Regions from separate parts of the Sus scrofa genome. Here region 2 is linked to region 1. A link is a contact called in public Hi-C data. All regions are on one chromosome and are shown on one strand. Each heading gives the region's core, a stretch centred on a gene start, on an enhancer-like site or on the middle of the called end of the contact. The rest is flanking DNA. Distances are from core to core; before and after follow the strand shown. Region 1 holds the start of KLHL8 (kelch-like protein 8). Region 2 overlaps AFF1 (AF4/FMR2 family member 1).

Region 1 (2,700 bases), core at 163-2,662:
TGGCACGCTTGCATACGCTTTTACTGATTATCTGTTTAGTTATCCATCTCCACTAGATCTTAAATCTCCCCAAGGGCAGGTACTATTCAGTTCATCCCAATTCCTAGCTCTGCGTCTGGCAGAGTCGATGCTCACTAAATATACTTGAAAAGATAAATGGTAATCATATTGAACTATGGCGTATATTTCTTTGACGTGGTTAGTAACTACAAGTAGTCTGTTATTTTGTTTATGGCAATTAGCAGAGGAAAAAGAGCAGTTCTATTCTACAAGCATTTTGTTGTTGTTGTTCTTTTAGGGCTGCACCCCTGGCATATGGAAGTTCCCAGGCCAGGGGTCAAATCAGAGCTGTAGCTGCTGGCCTAAGCCACAGCCACAGCAACGCCAGATCTGAGTCACCTCTGTGACCTACACCACAGCTCACGGCAATGCCAGATCCTTAACCCACTGAGTAAGGCAAAGGATGGAACCCTGTCCTCATGGATACTAGTCAGGTTGGTTTACCACTGAGCCATGACAGGAACTCCTAGCCTGGGAGCCTCTATATGCTGCAGGTTTAGCCCTAAAAAGCGAAAGAAAAAAAAAAAAAAAAAGATTTATTTCTATTTAAAAGAAAGGGGATTATTTTCTTCCCTCTGGAACTAAAATTTCAAATTCGAAATAGTCATTTCGGGGTTTTTACATAAGATGCTTATGTTGGGGGGAAAATAACTCTAGCAAAATCAATACAAACCTATATATTAATATTTATAAACTTTAAGTTGGAATTTATTCTGAAATAGATTCCTGGTGTGAAAATTTGAGGTGGCTCTAACAAAAGCCACATTTAGGAGAATATCCTTCTTCAATTTTTTTTTCTTTGCTCTTGCTTACTCTTTCCCTGCTTACATTTTACTGAAAAATTAGTTTATTTCAACATCATTTTTGCTTGCAATTGTTTTTAGCAGTGAGTGCTTAGATCAATCAACTGCTTCCTTAGGCTTATCAACTGTGGGTATGTATTTATATACACCAGCTGTTTTGTATAGCCTCTGTAGAGCAGGTGGAGAAAGTGATGGGAATGAAAGGAGAAGCACCTTTTTCCTTTCAAAGCCATAAACCCTGACTCTCGACCTCCAGCAGGAGGGCACTTACTGAACTGCCAAAGAAGTAAAGAAACGGAAAACTCCGGGGGCATTACGCGGTGGCCTACCCAAAAATGTGTTTTCAGGACGTCCCCTAGGCCCTGATCTGCCAGCCTCGGGCAGGATAACCTTCGCCGTGGGGTAAAAAACCCCACCACCCACGGTGAGCGACCTGGGAGAGCGCGTGGGGGCGGGGGCGGGAGCGGTCCCCCGGGAGGTCATTGAAAACCACACTTCCCAGAGTGCTGTGCGCAGGCGCGCGCTCCTCGCCCCGCCCCTGAGGCCACAGCACCGGGGGCGGGGGCGAGAGGACGCCGGGCGCCGGCTGGGCTCGACGGGGCCGCGCCAGAGAGCGCGCGTCCGTCGGCTGCTCACGCGGGGCTGGTGCGGCGCAGCTGGCGGCTGCGGGAAGCTGCTCGGCCGGCTGCAGCGTTGGCCAGGCCGGGAGGGACGGAGCCGGGGGGCGAGCCGAGGACCGAGGTAACCCGACGCCCGTGCCCCCTCAGTCGCCTCTTCTTTTGTGCGGTGCGGTGCGCTGACGCCAGGTCCTCCCTCCCCCGAGCCCCACATCGGGGGCGCGGGGAAACTCCAGCCCTGCGAGCCGTAACCCAAACTCCACAGCGGACGGGGTTTGGGCCCATGAAACCGCTGCACGGTTTCTGTCGCCCCCTTTGGCGGGAGAAAGGGGGTCGCCTTTCGCGAGGGGAACCGCAGCCTCTGTCAGCCTCCCCGCGACCCCCGGACTCGCTCCGGTGCCCCCGGGGGAAGGAAAGAGAGGAGCAGGCAGGTGCTTGGCGGGGTCCGGGCACCCTCCGCGCCGAGCGGCGGGCGCGGGGTCGGGGTCGGGGAGGGCGGCCCGCGGGACCCGCGGCCTGTGGGGGCGGGGCAGGCGGGCTGCCTCGCGGCTCCGCGCGCGGGGTCGCGGCGGGGGGAGCGGCGCCCCGGGACTGCCCGCCCCGGGGGCTTTGGCAGCGCGTCCGGGGGTGAGCCGCCCGTCCCGGCTTGGCCCACCTGAGGGGCACTGGCGGGTCCGCGGGGCCCGCTGCGGGTCGGCCTGGCGGGTGCTGGGGGCTTAGCAGCCCGCGCCAGGTGGACCATCCGCGGGGGTGGAGCCCGGATCGATGTGACACCAGAAACTGCAGCCTCTTTTCCAGCACGCAGCGGCTCGATGGAGTTGTTTTACAGCCGCTGGTGCCAGCTCTTGCCTCCTTCCACTCAGTTCTGGGCTTAGTTAGCTTGTTGGTTAGCTTGTCCACACGGTTCGAGTTTTCTAGCCCGGGGCTGGCCCTTTGCTGGGTTTGCACCGTCCCAGCGCTCGGGCGCCTGAGTTTGAAAAGCTTTTCATGTGTTTTCCCACCTGGCAGCGATCAGGTGACTTTTCGTAGAAAATCGAACTCTTCTCAGTATTCCTTTCCTCTCTACTGGTTTCTTTGAGTTTTTACTTTATGGATGCACTCGCGGGCCAGGGATGGAAAATGAGCCGCACCTGCGGCAGGAAGGGATCCTTTAACCCGCTAGGGGGGCTGGGAACGAACCTCCCGCAGCAGTTATTCCTTTTAATTGTATTAATAGCTAT
Region 2 (2,700 bases), core at 170-2,669, 240 kb after region 1:
CTAGAACATGATGGAAGATAATATGCGAAAAAGAGTGTGTGTGTGTGTGTGTGTGTGTGTGTATGAGACTGGGTCACTTTGCTGTACAGCAGAAATTGACAAAACATTATAAATCAACTGTACCTTAATAAAAAATTGTTTTAATAAAAAAATTAAGGGACTTCCCGTTGCGACTCAGCAGTTAACAAATCTGACTAGCATCCATGAGGACACAGGTTCGATCCCTGGCCTCATTCGGTGGGTTAATAATCTGGCATTGCTGTGGCTGTGGTGTAGGCCAGCAGGTACAGCTCCGATGCGACCCCTAGCCTGGGAACCTCCATACGCCGTGGGTGTGGCCCTAAAAAGCAAAACAAAACAAAACATTTTTTAAAAAGAGAAGTGGTAAATCATTTCTGCTCTGCCCTGGTTATTGCCTCTGATTCCCATGCGGGTAGGAGTTACCCCCTCTTGAGGAGAGAGGGCTTCCACAGAGGGGGCTGGCTCTCAGCCAAGCCCGACGCAGTCTGGTCCATAAATTGTTGTCCAGCCCTTGGCAGACCCCTGACTCGAGGTGCAGAACTGTTGTGTTCAGACTCAGCTGGGGCGGAGGCAAATGAGCAGAAGAAAAGCACAGAGCAGCTTCCCAGGGTCCATTCGATCATTTGGCACAAACCCTGGAGTTTCTGCCTCCGAGGTGCACTGATAACAAGTAAGAAATTCAAGGTCCGGCGTTTCCCAGGTTTAAAGAGACTTTAAGATGAAGATTTAAAAAAAGAAAACAAAACAAAAAACCACAACCACGATACCACTATCCTATCTAAAACCTTCTCCTTGGATACTGAGATTTATAAAATTTTCCTTTAATAGTTGCAAATATCCAGTTAGTCTTCAAGTTTAACTGGTGTGCCCAGACCCAAACAGGAGCCTTTCATCACAGGGTTGGTGTGACGCTTTGGTCTTTTAATAACTATATATTTTTTTCCTGAAGATTTGTTGGCAGAAAAAGATGATTTTCTGTCCAAGTCTCACATTATGGATTTTGCTAATAGTAAGCAGGAAGTGTCTGGTAACCTGTTTCTCAGTCCGGTGTGTATTTCTTTTTTTTTGGGGGGGGGAGGGGTCTTCTTTTAGGGTTGCACCCGTGCCATATGGAGGTTCCTAGGCGAGGGGTCGAATCAGAGCTGTAGCCGCCTGTCTACACCACAGCCACAGCAATTTCTTGCTGCACATATATGTCCACAGTCAGCTCTTTCTTCTGTAACTTCATTTATGCTCTATTGGAATTTCACTTCCAGCCTCGTCCCTTTCTGTTTCTTTCCCGCACTTTCGTCTTTGTTGGCCGATTCTCTTTCGATTATCTGTTTTTGTGCAATGTCACATGAGCTTGTCACCGGGAGACAAGGAGGCAACACAGTGACACACTTTGCTATCTCTGCATGACCTAAATGAGCAAGTCGGTGGCGGAGCTCCAAACGGCCTTAAAAGAACTGATACGATTGGTCACTGATCATGATGCCATCTGTTATTTATATAGTGATTTGTGGAGCAATGAGCTAGCAGCAAAGTTTGTACTTTATGAAGTTGCTGTGCTAACTGAAATTTGAACCACGGTCTTGAAGGACTGGTGTTATTTAAACCACGATAACTGAAGTTTGCCTGTATTGGAACTGTGCAAAGTAAGGATTTAGGCTATTCCCGTCGGTAAACATAAACCACCAATTTGAGAAACTGCTAAATTCATATTTCATCGATGCTTTCAATTTTTAAGAGATTTCCCCAGCCCCAACTCTGATTTAATTTTCTTTTATAAGTATGTATAATACTTAGTTGCTCCAAAGTGAGTCACAAAGCAAGGTACCTTCAGGACAGTCTGGCTCCTATTTTTGTCCCTTTATCAGTTTGGGGTATATCCTTCTTTAGGGTTTTTTGTTTGTTTTTGTTTTTGTTTTGGTGCACCTGTGGCTTATGGAAGTTCCTGGGTCAGGAATCCAAGCCTCAGCTGCAACCCTTCCAGACCCCTAACCCACTGCACCACAGCAGGAACTCCTATCCTTCTATAATTCTTTAAGATAAGGAAATACATATATATTTTCGTATTCTTCCCCTTTACTAAGTAAAAGGCAGCAAAAGTACACACACTCTTCTGCATCTTACTTTTTAAATTATCTTAAAGATCACACAGCAGTAGAAAAGAGAGACCCCATTCCTTTTTATAGTTGTATAGCGCTCTGCTGTTCTGCAGGACCAAAATTCCTCAAACCAACTCCTTGTTGACATCTGGATTACTTCCAGTCTCTCGCTATCACATAGAGTCTGTAATGAATAAACCTGCAGATATCTTTTCCTTATTTTGGCCAGTGTATCTTGAGGATAAATTCCTAGATGCGAGCCGGCTATAGATCAGAGGGAAACTGCAAACATAACCTTGCTACCTGCTGCCAAATGCGCCTCCCAAGACTGTTGCAGTCTGCATCCCCAGCAGCTGTGGGCAAGAGCACAGTACTTTCCCCCCACGGTCTTATCAACCAAACATGTTGTCAACCTTTCGCTTTTCCCCATCCTGACAGACCAGATACGAGGGCGCAGCGGAGTTTTCATTTGCCTCTCTCTTAGCACGCATGACTGAGCATCTTTTCATACGAAAGGGACATTTTGAAAATGCAACCGCTTTGACAGGTTGGATATTTTAGAATAAGGGTTTTCAAATAAACTGCTCGC

Evidence for each region. A called contact is a pair of places that touch in the nucleus more often than the background predicts.
Region 2: a contact with region 1 is called in a Hi-C map of liver, with 1.7 times the contacts expected there. The contact joins the enhancer-like site here to the promoter of KLHL8 in region 1. A contact is called at or near these places in 1 of 5 promoter capture datasets (liver) and 5 of 47 Hi-C or Micro-C datasets (alveolar macrophages, embryonic fibroblasts, liver and 1 more).

Annotation. Positions count from the first base shown.
Region 1 is chr8:131,632,759-131,635,458 of Sscrofa11.1, forward strand. It overlaps KLHL8 (kelch-like protein 8), which reads left to right and starts at 1,413. Exons shown (of 10, transcript XM_021101776.1): 1 at 1,413-1,604.
Region 2 is chr8:131,876,247-131,878,946 of Sscrofa11.1, forward strand. The region is part of intron 2 of AFF1 (AF4/FMR2 family member 1); the gene reads right to left. Among named protein-coding and RNA genes, the nearest start is that of AFF1, 47 kb to the right of the region's middle. Within about 2 kb of position 1,420, at least 13 of the 83 cell types and tissues checked have an H3K27ac peak or open chromatin away from gene starts, as enhancers often do. A contact at or near this core is called in liver, where this site is marked.